Linked DNA regions of Sus scrofa: region 2 is linked to region 1. A link is a contact called in public promoter capture Hi-C data. All regions are on one chromosome and are shown on one strand. The core of a region is the stretch at or near the end of the contact, and the rest is flanking DNA. Distances in the headings are between cores, read along the strand shown.

What was found. Promoter capture Hi-C pulls out the DNA fragments that hold promoters and counts their contacts.
Region 2: a promoter capture Hi-C map of fetal liver shows a contact between it and region 1, with 4 times the contacts expected there. The contact joins the promoter of SMARCE1 here to the promoter of EIF1 in region 1. A contact is called at or near these places in 2 of 5 promoter capture datasets (fetal liver and liver) and 1 of 2 datasets of contacts at active chromatin or transcription factors (alveolar macrophages).

What each region holds. Positions count from the first base shown.
Region 1 is chr12:20,973,544-20,980,077 of Sscrofa11.1, forward strand. EIF1 (eukaryotic translation initiation factor 1) reads right to left here and starts at 3,532. Exons shown (of 4, transcript XM_003482982.4): 1 at 3,339-3,532; 2 at 2,467-2,630; 3 at 2,225-2,326; 4 at 955-1,799. The coding sequence starts at 3,369. The coding sequence ends at 1,755.
Region 2 is chr12:21,778,987-21,785,876 of Sscrofa11.1, forward strand. SMARCE1 (SWI/SNF-related matrix-associated actin-dependent regulator of chromatin subfamily E member 1) reads left to right here and starts at 5,424. Exons shown (of 11, transcript XM_021067015.1): 1 at 5,424-5,924.

The DNA of each region.
Region 1 (6,534 bases), core at 2,282-4,781:
ATTTTTGGGGAACCTCTGGTGGCCTAGTGGTTAAGGATCCAATGTTGACACTGCTGTGGTGTGGTGTTTCAATCTTTGGCTTTCCACGTATCACAGCCAAAAGTAATCTATCTTTGAAAGTACCATCCAAATGCTTTGAACAATGCCACCACGCTTGGAGCCAAGTTAAGTTCTCCTGCTCATTAACCAAATCAATTTTGCACGATCTTGTGTTACAAGTTTCTCCTTCCCATATTAGATTCTATATTTAGGGCAGTTACCATGGGCTCAGATTTCCATCAGCTTTCTTTCACACTCACTGGTTCCAGGTTGGCCTCTTTAATAGAGGTTGACCTTGACACAAGGGGGTGACCACAGAGGCCAAGTGTTGATTCCTCAGGGCCATTCTCAACAGCGTGAAACCTGCATTTTTGGACCAGTTCATAATCCACATGCTGGCAAAATTTTAAGAGTGGCCCTAAGAACTTTGATACACTTCACCATTCATTATCCTTTGTAAAGAAAGGGACTCCCAACGTGAAGTTTTGGCTTTGCAAATGCTTCAACTCAAAATTTTTTCTCGAAGACACTTTTGTTTCAGTTTTTTTAGGGGTCTGCCAGATTAGATCAAGCCCAACACTTAAACCTTTTGCCGCAGCCCTTAAGACCTTGTTACTGAGTCTCACAAGGGAAAATTCCTCCGCAACCATGAAACTCAAGACAGCAGGCTTGCCAGCTAAGCAGCACCTCCCTTCAGGACACTAATGGGATGACACAGCTCTGGCGGAATTCTTAACCACGCAGTTAACATGTGGTCATCTGGAGGAACAAGCTCCCTGGAGTTTTCTTGCCTAAGAGGCTTAGGGCCCTGTGGAGGAGTTGCAGGCACAGACTGTACCCTCTACTGCCATTTCTGTGGTTCCTCCACGTTTATCGGATTGACTATATATTAAACAGAATCTGCCAAGTCACATGTTTCTGAAAACAAGTTTTATTTAAATAAGGGTTTAAATACATTACATAACATTAAAACTGAAGGGGGAAAAAAACCAACAACACCAAAAACCAGTTTGTTACTTCACATGGCATTGGGCAGCTGTTGCTAGAAAGTTGCAAGCTCTACAGCTACATGAAAGGATACATTGGTTTGTAACTTGTTCCCTTGTCAAAAGTTTAACTCTGATAGTAGGCTGGCCTCACCTTCTATTTGGACATCCATTAACTAGGATATGTCTGGTCAAAAAGACCTTGGTGGCAAGCCAGGTGTCCTATCACCTCTGCTCTAAGCTCTGCCCACCTGGTCACGCTGGAGACTCCAGGGGATCTTTCCCTGATGGCCACAGGCTCCCTCTAGCAGTACAGTTGCCTTACCCCATCCTCCACTCAGCTTCACCGAGGGCTGTTCAGGTGGTGACATTCTCTTAGGGCAGGAAACTCTGGAGAGGGATCGCTGAGGAGCTTCTGGCCAGACATAGCCATCTGTGATCTTGGGGCTCTGGACTTGGCTGAAACATCACCTTATTGCTTTGTTTCAGGCGGGACACTGCCAGGTGCCTACTGCTTGACCTCTGTTTAAATGAGGGACTTCAAGACTAGACAGCATGGCTCTTTTCAGTTTATTGCATGAAGGAGTTACACTAGTCCAAGTTAAAAGCAGACCCCAAATGGTTACATTATACAAGCTGTGAGGTTTTTAAACTTGTGACAAGGGACAGAAGGGAAATTCTACTCATTGCAAGGAAATCCTCACTTAAGCTTCAGTGAGCCAAAAGCACTTAAAACCCATGAACCTTCAGCTGGTCGTCCTTAGCCAGTCCAATCTGCAAAGAAAAAAGGGCAATTTTAAAGATGGGATACAGTTAAAGGCCTCCATTTCTGAGGACAACAATCCTGTCTTCCTGCTTCTATACCACGCAAGAGCAGTCCCAGAGCTATACTTTCAACTCAGGTAACCAATGATTTAATAGGACTTGAGTACTTATGAGCAGTCAACTAGACAGCCTGCTTTAGTAGCTGTAATTTTAAATTGCACCCTCCAAGTAGCTCCATGCAAACAGTAAACCGAAGGCAGACAGATGTGTTTTCCTAAACACACCGTCTCTGAATTTCAAAACTCAACTGCTGTTTGGCTTAGCCTTACGAAACAAATTTCTACATCCCCAGCAGAAAGTTACCAGGCAGGACCTGAGATTAGTTAGCCAGGGCAGAGGCACAAAACGTACTAACAGGAAGTGACTGAACTCACCTCTACAAGGAACTGGCATATGTTCTTGCGCTGGTCACCCTGTAGCTGAATTACTTCTCCATATTCTGGATGCTCAATTACAGTGCCATTGCAGGCAAATTTCTGCAAGGACAACACAGCCAAAACACATTAGGCCAAGCAACAGCTTGAAGGCACGAATACCCTTTCCAGGAAGTAACAATACAGCACCCCCCGTAGGCATATTAAATACCATTTTCGCAACTTCTCTTTTAAAAGCCTACCTTCTTAAACGCCTTCACTAGTTTCTTTTTATCGTAATCATCAGCGATCCCTTGGACAGTAGTAAGGGTCTTCCTGCCGTTTCTCTGTTGAATTCTTATATGGATATAATCCTCAGTGCCAGCAGGAAGCAGATCATCACCCTTACTTGCATCAGCAAAGGGGTCTGGGCAGAAAGGTCAAGCTCGTTAAGAGAGTTGTGCTGGGAGGCCACTGCCACCCTCCCACGGGATGTCTTGCCCGGTGCAGAACTTGATACTGAAATCGTCACGGCTTAGTCAGATCAGATAAGTCCTTTGTTGGCTCTTCCCGAACAGGTCAATCCGGGACGGCTGCCTTTCCCAGCCCGAGAAAGCCTGGGCCTCTTGCCCCAGGCCCGCCCTTGGGAGCCGATCACGTGTCAGTGAAGCCTAGGCTGGCCGGCAGCGCCCCACCCGGCTGATGCAACCGGCCGGAACCCGAGCTCCGAGGCGGGGCCACACTTCCCGCCCCATTGGAGCCCACGTTTGTCACTTAGGGCTGGCGCCGCCTCTCCCTCCCCGCTCAGTGACAACGGCGGTGACGTAACGGACGTGACGCAGACGTGGAGGGAGGGGCAGGTGTGGCCAGAGGTGGCCCGGGAGCCATTAGTAAATGCGCCACCCGAGACGGCGGGCCCGCCCAAGGGCTGACCTCCCACCCGCTCCTTCCGGTCGCGCGCAGAAACCAACCCAGGCGCCCAGGCCTAGTCGTCCGCGAGCCCGGACATCTTCCCTCCGCCTAAGTTCACAAAAGCCCGGAACCCTTAGCCGCTTTTCGGGCCCTGCCTGCGGGCCCGGAGCGCCCCGCTGCCCTACCCGGGCCTTCCTCCCCCTGGGACCTTTCCAGGACTTACCGAAAGAGTGGAGGTTCTGGATAGCGGACATACGATACGATTCCTTTTCCTCGGTGGAAACGGCCTGCGGAAGGCGGCGGCGGCGGCGGGAGAAGGCGGGCAGGGGGGACGGAGCGTCGGGAAGCGAGGGGGCTCAAGGGGGAGGTTGCTGAGTCCTCGGCGGCGGCTCAGTGACTGGGGCGGAGGGGCGGTGCCTGTATTCACTTATATAGCCGCCCCTATGACGCCAGCGCGCTGCCCTCACGTCTCGGCCCCACCCACGGCGCCGCGCCCTCTACGCCCGGGCGCCACCGTTTCCGATTGGTCCTGGGGCGGGGACGCGGGACCGCGTTTGCGCAGAAACTGTGTGGGAGAGTTGGGAGGGGGAGGGAAAAGTTGGTCGGTCTAGGCGCCTGCGCAACTCTCGAGGACGTTGTCGAGGCTGCGCAGAAAACTGGCAAGCGATTTCGAGCGCGCCTGCGCAGTGTTCCCCGCGTTCCACTTTCTTGACACTGTTGCAGGAAAATGCCTTTACTTGGAGTGTTTCGCACTCCTTAGAGGGACTTTACGTGCTGATCCTACTAAACACGACAGATTCTCACTATCTCATATTCACCCAACTACCCACTTACTTCCTACTTTGCAGATTCACTCCTTTACAGAGAGGGCGACACTTTTATTTAATCAACGTACAATAGTTTAACCCAAACTTTAACCTCATCATTTAGATGAATCCAATCTAAAAATGGATAATCTACTTTAAAAATTATATTACTTTAGATAATTTAAGGAAAGAATACCTAGGTCATCAGTACGAGTTCAAGGGAGAGTAATGCTGTTTGTGGAGCCAAGAATTCATGCATCAGAAGGGGGTCATTTTTTTTTTTTTTTATACAAATTGTGTGGGGTAGAGCCTTCCCAGAGACTAGTTGAACTATTTCCTTTAAAACATCAACCTTTCTTGCACTTTGAGTTTATGAATTGAAATGCTCTTAGTTGCAGGGTACATGGTTTTTAGGCTCCAGAGGCCTGGCAGGTAAGATAAAGGAGTGCAGACACCCTAGTGTGATGTAATGGGGTGGGGGTGGGGGCAGAGGCTGCAGCGGCCACAAACCTCCAGTGCATTGTGCTAGGTCTTCTTTTTCAAGAGAACCTGGAAATCCAGATGTATGTAAAATCTCTTAATTTTTAAAATATTGCCAGTAAATTGAATTTTTGGAAAAACACTGGGGAAACTAAACAAAAAACTGTGTCAGCCCGAAGGACTGCCGGTTTATGTCCTTTTGGAATCTGGTGAGAGGGAGAGAGAGACAATAAAATGACAAGATCATAATAGGTGCCAAGAAAGAATAAGGTGACGTGAGAGTGACAGAGGCTTCAGAAGCCCTCAGACTAGGTGACATCCCAGCTGATGCTTAGAGGGTGGGAAAAAGCCCACTCTGGGACAAGATGAGACAATCCCAAGGGAGGAAACGCTGGGTATACTTGAGAGTTCTTTTGATTCTGTATTTACTATGTAATCTTTGGATTAATAATTTGGCTTCCTTGGAGTTCCCGTCGTGGCGCAGTGGTTAACGAATCCGACTAGGAACCATGAGGTTGCGGGTTCGGTCCCTGCCCTCGCTCAGTGGGTTAACGATCCGGCGTTGCCGTGAGCTGTGGTGTAGGTTGCAGACGCGGCTTGGATCCCGCGTTGCTGTGGCTCTGGCGTAGGCCGGTGGCTACAGCTCCGATTCAACCCCTAGCCTGGGAACCTCCATATGCCGCGGGAGCGGCCCAAGAAATAGCAACAACAACAACAACAAAAGACAAAAAGACAAAAAAAAAAAAAATAATTTGGCTTCCTTGATATCAGGATGTGGGGACCCATGGCTACAAGTCAGGAACATATCCTGGTCTCACATCCATCTCATTCTGAGAAGCTGAGGACACAGTATTCCTCCATCTGGGAACCGCTGCCCTCACAGACATGACCTTGCTTGAAAGGGGTTTGGGGAAAAGAGTGAATGAGTCAGAGCTGGCCTTCCCAGCATTCACACATATTTTGTTACACAAAATTTTTTTTTTTTTTTGGCTGCACCCTTGGCATGCGGAAGTTCCTGGGCCAGGATCGAACCTGCACCACAATAGCGACCCAAACAACCAAAATGACAATGCTGGATCCTTAGCCTGCTGAGCTCCAAGGGAACTATTGTATGAAATTTTAAAATAGCAATGTGGTCCAGCCTATCTTTTCCTTTTAGGAAGAGATCATTTCTTTGTCATGTTGAAATCTTTTCTCAGCTTCTAGTTTATAAAGATACTCTGTTTTTTATTTATTTATTTTTTTGGAAAGTTTTAAAGCTTTGCCTTTTAACATTTAGGTTTTTAAACTACCTGGAACTTTTGTGTGCGTGCATGTGGTGTGAGACAGGGATCTGATTTTTTTCTTATGAGGATAGCCAATTGTCCCAGCACCGTTTATTGACTAATACCTGATTTGTCCTGCTTGCTCTACCATAATCGTATTTACATTTATGCAGGGTGGTTTTTTGTTTTTTTGTTTTTGTTTTTTGGTCGTGTTAGGGCTGCACCCACGGCAAATGGAAGTTCCTAGGCCAGGGATCGAATCGGAGCCGTGGCCACAGGCCTCCACCACAGCCATAGCAACGCAGGATCCAAGCTGCATCTGCAACCTACACCACAGCTCACAGTAATGCCAGATCCTTAACCCACTGAATGAGGCCAGGGATCAAACCTGCGTCCTCCTGGATGCTAGTCAGATTCGTTTCCACTGAGTCATTCAGGAATCCGAGGTTTTGTTTTTTTTTTTAATTTTCCTCTGTGCCCACATGGAAATTCTTGGGCCATGGATCGAATCTGAGCCACAGCTTCGACTATGTCATGGCTTGGGCAACGCCAGATCCTTAACCCACTGTGCTGGGCTGGGGGTCGAACCCTTGCCTCCTCACTGATCTGAGACTCTGCATAGACAGCGCTGGGTCCCTAACCTGCTGTGCCACAGTGGAACTTCTCCAGGGGTTCATGTTTTCACTCTCGGTTCTGTTCCACAGGTCCATCAATCCCAAAGCCACTATTTCTCAATTATAGGAGCTTAACAAAAAGTCTGTGTCTCCAGGAGCAGGAGTTCCCTCCCCCTGCCCCCCCCCCACCTTTTTGCTTTTTACAGCTGCACGTGGCACATGGAAGTTCCCAGGCTAGGGGTGGAATCAGCAGC
Region 2 (6,890 bases), core at 4,174-6,673, 810 kb after region 1:
ATGGTGGAGAGAGCACAATTTTCATATGTTTTTTAACAACAGAAAAATTAAGAATGGCATATTCTAATAAATGACATATTCCAATTAAAATAAAAATAACCCCATAAACCTGGGGAAAGTATCATAGCAGCAGCCACCATTTACTGAGTGCTCACTCTGCTTCTGGCCTTATACTCGGCATCTTCACCCACACTGTCTAATCCTTACAAAAATCCTACGAGATGAACAATATTATCCTCATTTTATGGATGAATAGAAATTAACATTCTTCAATCTCTGTACAATGGTTCAAAGATATGCTTCTATAACAAAATATAACAGTAAATATTAATTCCAGCTACCAACACTTGTAGAATCCCAGCCCTGGAGCTGTTGCTAATGACACCTGTAACCACAGAGGAATCACAAATTCCCTGGGTCTCCATTTTCACACCTGAAAACAAAGTGGAAGAGGGTGCCTGGTCACAATTCCTACTCTGCCTACCTCACAGAACTGTTTGAAATAATACACATGTGGGAGATCCCACTGCCACTCAGTGGGTTAAGAACCTGACATTGTATTCGTGAGGAAGCAAGTTCGATCCCTGGCCTCACTCAGTGGGTTAATTATCTGGCACTGCCGTAAGCTGCAGCATAGGTCGCAGGTACAGCTTGGATTCAGCAGTGCCATGGCTGTGGCCTAGGCCTGCAGCTGCAGCTCCAATTCAGCCCCTAGCCTGGGAACGTCCATATGCCACCGGTGCAGCTGTAAAAAAAAAAAGTACTACTACTGCTATAATGTGAAACTATTTGGCAAAACACAACCCAGTACTATTTGGATGAAAACTGTCACTGGGAGAGAAGAATTTGTGAGGACAGTGATAGCTGACAGTAATTAATACTTCAAAACACAAGAGGTAAAGAGAATTTTTTAAATTCTTCAATTACTGCCAGAAGAACTGTTCATTTCCAATGAGTTACTCAATTTGAACTGTTCTACCATGACAGTTTAAAACACAAAATGTTCTCCAAAGTCAAAAAGAAAAATGCTTAAAATAATCTGAAATTTTCAAATGGAATGGTGTTCTGGGGCAGGGGCCAGAAATAAACTTTAAATAATATGCATACACACATTACTCAAATTAGCAACACATGAAATGAAAATTCGTGCATAGGGTAGAATTTGGTTCTGTGTTTATAATTTAGGGCCATCATGTACACACAGATTGCCAATATTCATGAGCACACTACAAACAAACATTTTGACATAAGGCATATGTGCAAATCAGTACGAGTCTTTTCCAGTTTCCCTCACCCACTTAGACCCAAGACAAGGGTTGGAAAACTTTTAAAAACCTACATAGCAATTATTTTAGGTTTTTCAGGCCATACACTCCCTGTAGCAACTATACACCTCTGCCCTTGCAGCTGAAAACAGCTGTTACACAAATAATAGGCAAATAAGTGAGCATGGCTGTGTCGTAATAAGACTATAAAAACAGGAGGCAGCCCGGATCTGGCCAGCACCTGCAGTTTGCTGAGACCTGCCCTAAACCCTCAAATAAGGGGGTTATTTATGGTTATCTTTGGATGACAGACCACTCCCTAGATTCTCCAGGACCACCCTGTTTTCAAATACTTCCTCTGTTTTCACTCCACATGTCAAAGTTCATGTCCCAAATCCCCAGGTGTTTTGATGGCAATGCAGAAAGCTGTAAAAGCAAACCATACTTGGGAGTTCCCGTTGTGGCAAAGTGGAAAGGAATCCAACTAGTATCCAAGAGGATGCAGATTCACTCCCTGGCCTGGTTCAGTGGGTCGGGGATCTGGTGTTGCCATGAGCTGTGGTGTAGGTTGCAGACGAGGCTCAGATCCCCCATTGCTGTGGCTGTGGTGTAGGCCGGCAGCTGCAGCTGCAATTCAACCCTGAGCCTGAGAACTTCCACATGCCCCCAGAGCGGCCCTAAAAAAAAAAAAAAAAAGCAAGCTATACTTTGTCAAAGTCTAGAAAAGATCATTAATCACTCAGTCCTGGAAATGGCTTTCAATATTTCATAACTGTTTCTAGTGACAGCAACTGAAACAGCCATCACTTCTTTCACAGAAATGGCTGAGGAAACTAGCTTATTTCACAGTTTTTCCTATAGCCAGACTTTTATAAGCGAATTGGCTCAGACAGAATTCTGTCCTCCCTTTCCCTATTTTAAGGGGGAAAAAAATCCATTTTAAAAAGAGAAGAACAAGGAGTTCCCATTGTGGCACAGCAGGTTAAGTGTCTGGTGTTGCTGCAGCTGAGGCATAGGTCACTGCTGCAACTCAGATTCGATCCCTGATCTGGGAACTTCCATTTGCCACGGTGCGGCTGAAAAAGAAAAAAGAGACAGAGTGAGAGAAGGACAAGAGCACTTACTTGTATCAGCTCACTGGAGATGACATGAAAGTAGAACAAACCAAACACCAAACAGCTGAACAGCAGCACTAAATGAACTACAGGTAAATTGCATGGCTCAGTGTTTGGTTCAAAATCTTTTCTGAGGAGTTCCAGTTGTGGCTCAGTGGAAACAAATCTGACTACATGAGGACACAGGTTCCATCTCTGGCCTCGCTCAGTGGGTTAAGGATCTGGCATTGCTGTGAGCTGTGGTGTAGGTTGCAGACGTGGCTCGGATCCTTGGGCCAACGGCTACAGCTCCGATTTGACCCCTAGCCTGGGAACCTCCATATGCCTCAGGTGTGGCCCTAAAAAAAAAAAAAAAAAAAGACCAAAAAAACCGCCAAAAAACAAAATCTTTTTTGAGTCACAGACCTCTCTGTTCAACTTGAAACCCTCTGTTTTGGAAAGAAAAAAAGAAGAAAAATCCCCTAAAAATTTTGTACAATTCTAAAGGATTTTAAAGGAATAAACCTCCTAGAGCCAATTCACGGACTACTAGGAGTCCAAGGACTATGGGTTTTTCCTTGTTGTCTCCCATGCTCTCCTCTTCTTCCTTCCCAGACATGGTTCTCTTTTGCCCCCAAATGTCTCCCTCCCAGCTTCTCCCCATAGCACTATGGAAAGAAATCAAAGACATTTGGGTTTCAGTCCCAGCTTAATCACTTAGTAGCTCTGGCTTCCCTGGTTGGAAAGAAGACGACCCTTAAGGAAGTTTGAACAGCATCAGAGAGGAAAGCAGGCCAAGTTTCTGGATTTTGCTGCCAGAAAGAAAATTAAACTACTTGGTCCTAAGACTATCTCTGGGGTTTACCATTAGGCACCTGCAAGGGCTCTCAACTTTACAGTTACATGCAGCGTAAACAGTCATATTAATGATGCACCCCATATTTTCCAGGAATAATCACCATTCCAAAAGTCTGTCCTGTGGTCCCCATAAATATCCCTGTACACACAAGGTCCTATGTCCCCATGTTTGCCTGGGGGGAAAAAAACAGCAACTCAGTGTAAGTAGAGTCCATCCTGCTGGATATTTCACTGTTTGTTTTTTGTTTGTTTGTTTTAGGGCCACACTGGCAGCATATGGAAATTCCCAGGCACGGGGCCAAATCAGAGGTATAGCTGCCAGCCACAGCAACATGGGATCCAAGCCACGTCTGCAACCTATACCACACCAGATCCTTAACCCACTGAATGAGGCCAGGGATCGAACCCACATCCTCATGGATACTAGCTGGGTTCATTTCCACTGAGTCACAATGGGAACTCTGATATTTCACTCTTTGGTCTTAATTTCTAGGGCTTTCTCTGTAATAGTTTGTCTATATACTTCCTTTCTTAATTTTGCAAATCTTTGGAGAAAGACGAAAGAGAAGAAAATGAGATAGCCACTCAAGTATCTCCCCACAAATGTTGAGCATCTAGGTGTCAAAAGTCCCCACTCTCAAGGAGCTTTCATTCTGATGGGAAGAAAAAGACAACAAAATAAACACATAATGGCTATGTTGGGTGGTGATAACCACTGTAGAAAAAAACAAAGCACAGACCATGAATAGAGTGGAGATTGGCCAATGAGTTGCAATTTTAAATAGGTCAGGAAAAATCTGAGAAAGTGACATCTGATTACAGACCAGGTGAGAAAGATATCGATGTCACTGCTCCTCTGAGATCCCCTTCTTCCCTTCTCCACCATCTTTGTGCCACCCATTTCCCACTAGCATGCTTTGTTCCTAGCACCCAGGAATGAATACATATGTATGTGTGTGGGGGGAGGGTGTATTTTTTTTTCTTTTTTCTTTTTTTCCTTTTGCTGTGCCTGTGGTGTGCAAAGCTTTCTGGGTGACAATGCCAGGTCCTTAACCACTAGGCCACCAGGGAACTCCAATGCCTTTATATTTTAAAAAAGCAACTTCGTGTACATTACCACAAGCACCACTCAGGCTGCCCGTCATCCTTTGATGATTTCTTTTTCAGTCTTTCCCTTCAATATGCTTTTCAATTTCACTCATCTCTAATCATGAGTATAAAAATATTGGAGGTGGAAGAACTAGACAGAGAGTCACTCGTTCTCTGGCTTGGCAGACTTCTAGAGTTGCCCTAGTCTCTGATGGCACACTCAGGATGGCGGATGGCGGCTAAGGGTAGCAGAGGAATTCACGCAGTCACTCTAAACGTCAACAGTGTTTTCGGGTAATTTCAGATCCTTCTCCCTCCACTGTGGCCTGCAACATCGGCCAAGTGTTTATATATCCAAGGAAAGGCTACTATCCATTCAGTAAACCAACTTATTTATGATTTAGTAGAAAGAGCCCTGGTCTAGGCCAGAATCTGCCTCCATAACGTGTTTACTGATCATCTGACAATGAGTCAAGCTCCTCCTGGGTACTGGCGATGCCAAGATGATCAAGACTGAACCTTTGCTTTGGAGGCTCTCCTGTTAAACGGAAGATGACAAAGACGGTCTGATACAATGTATCAGGTAAAGTCTATAATAATGCTACCAAAGAACCTTGGGAGTTAGAGGAAGGATTAAGGGTGGAGAAGAGAGCTTCCGAAGGGCATCACAAACAGAATTTGAGCTGGATCCAGAAGGTCACTTGCATTTAAGCTAAAAAGTGAAAACCATCGTTCCCAGGGGAGGGAACCGAATGAGCCAAGGCGCCTTGGGACAGGGACCCTTGCCAAGAGCTGCAAGGGTACACAACCTGGGGCAAGAGGATTAACATTTCCGGGCCTTGGATCAGAAACCTGTGCCAGTCACACCAGGCTCGCGCTTGGGAGACCTAGAAAAGTGCCACGGTGCTTTCGCCAAGCTCCTGCCCGGCCTTTAAGGCAGGCAGCCCTGGGAGGCGCGCGGGACAACGCAAACTCGGCGAACCGGGCGCTCCACGCCTCCATCCCCGACTTGTTGACGTATACACTCCGGCTCCCACAGAAACAGGAACGAAGACCGGAAGAAAGAAAGAAAAAAAAGAAAAGAAAAAAAAAAGCCCGCGGAGGCGGGAGCGTGCGCAGCCCCAGCCTCGCCCGGGTGGCGCGCGGCCCGCGCGGCCACAGTGGTTCCGGGGCTCGCGGCCGGGCGCGCTTCCCGCCGCCTTCCGGCCCCGCGCGGGGAAGCCGAGGCCGCGCTCCCACCTCCCCTCGGCGCAGCCTCGCACCTCCCGCCGCGTCACCGGTTGCCGCTCCAGCTCCTCACCGCCCGGGGTCCGGGCCTGCCCCGCGGTCGGGCCACCTCCGCCCTCTCCGCCGTGACGAATCGGCGCCGGCTGGCAAATGCCCAAATTCGGGGAGTTTTGAGGAACACATGGAGCCTGAAAAAAATCCTTGACTGTACTAAGCACCACCGCGCCCCCTCGAGAAGGTTTATTTTTCTAAAGAGAGTCTGGTGGGGCTTGGAAAGGAATTCAGAAGAGTGTTGAAAGTGCGAGTGCGGAAGCTCCGGACGCGAGGGGCGGGGCGTGCGCGGGACAAAGGGAAGCGAGGCCGGAGCTGCGGGCGCTTTTTCTGCCCGCGGGTGAGTGTTCCCGACTGGGCCGGACTGGGTTGGGAGGGTGCCGAGGCGTGGTGTCCTGGCTTGGCCGGACCCGGAGTTCCCCGGGGTTGCTGGGGTTCAGGCTCGGCCGCGGGGCCGGAGCCAGGGGCCAGTTGCGGCCTCTCCGAGGCCTAGCGGAGCGAGGGTGGGGAAGCAGTCCCATCTGGGGCTCCTTCTTAGCGGCCAGATGCGCCCCTTCCACTAACCCCGCGAAATTGATCAAAGCACCCCTGCCCACTCCTCTTTAGTAGAGTTGCTGCTCAAGTGCATCCTTCACAACAAACCTAAAGGATACGACCTCAGAGGAAGCCCTTGGGGCAAGCCAAGCCCGTGCTCCTCACCCCCAGGAAGGTTGTTTCCCCTTGCTTCAGGCAGCGAGCTGAGGACTCACGATGTGGTTCGGAAACAGACTGGCCTGGGTTTGAAACCCAACTCTGGCGCTTTTTGGCGGTGTGTTTTTGGACAGGTTACTTAAACTCGCTGAGACTCCCTTTTTTTCCTCTGTAAAATGGGAATACACACATCTCGTTGGTAGTTGTGACTGTGAAACCAGATGGTGTAAGTAATAAGCCTGTCCCGGTGTAAGGTATTCAAATATTTATCTAGGGTTTTATGCCAGGCGCCGGATCCAGGGATGGATCCGGTGGTGGACAAATGTACAAGTTCACTCATGGAGTTTAGAGTCTAGCAAAGGAGATCAGTAATTTTAAAGTATTAACAATCAAGTGTGATGTACCAGGGAGTCTGTGGCAGTTATTGTCAGGGCTCCCCACAGCAAGGCCTACTGGACGTTGACAGCCTACCTGAAAGTGAGCAGGGAGGAAATCTGCACCTGACTCAGTAGTTTCCTGCCTGTTCCTTAAGGAGAGAGGGAGATTCCCAGGTCGGGCCATTGAGAAACACCTTTTTTTTTTTTTTTTTTTTTTTCCACACCATGCCTCTTATTCA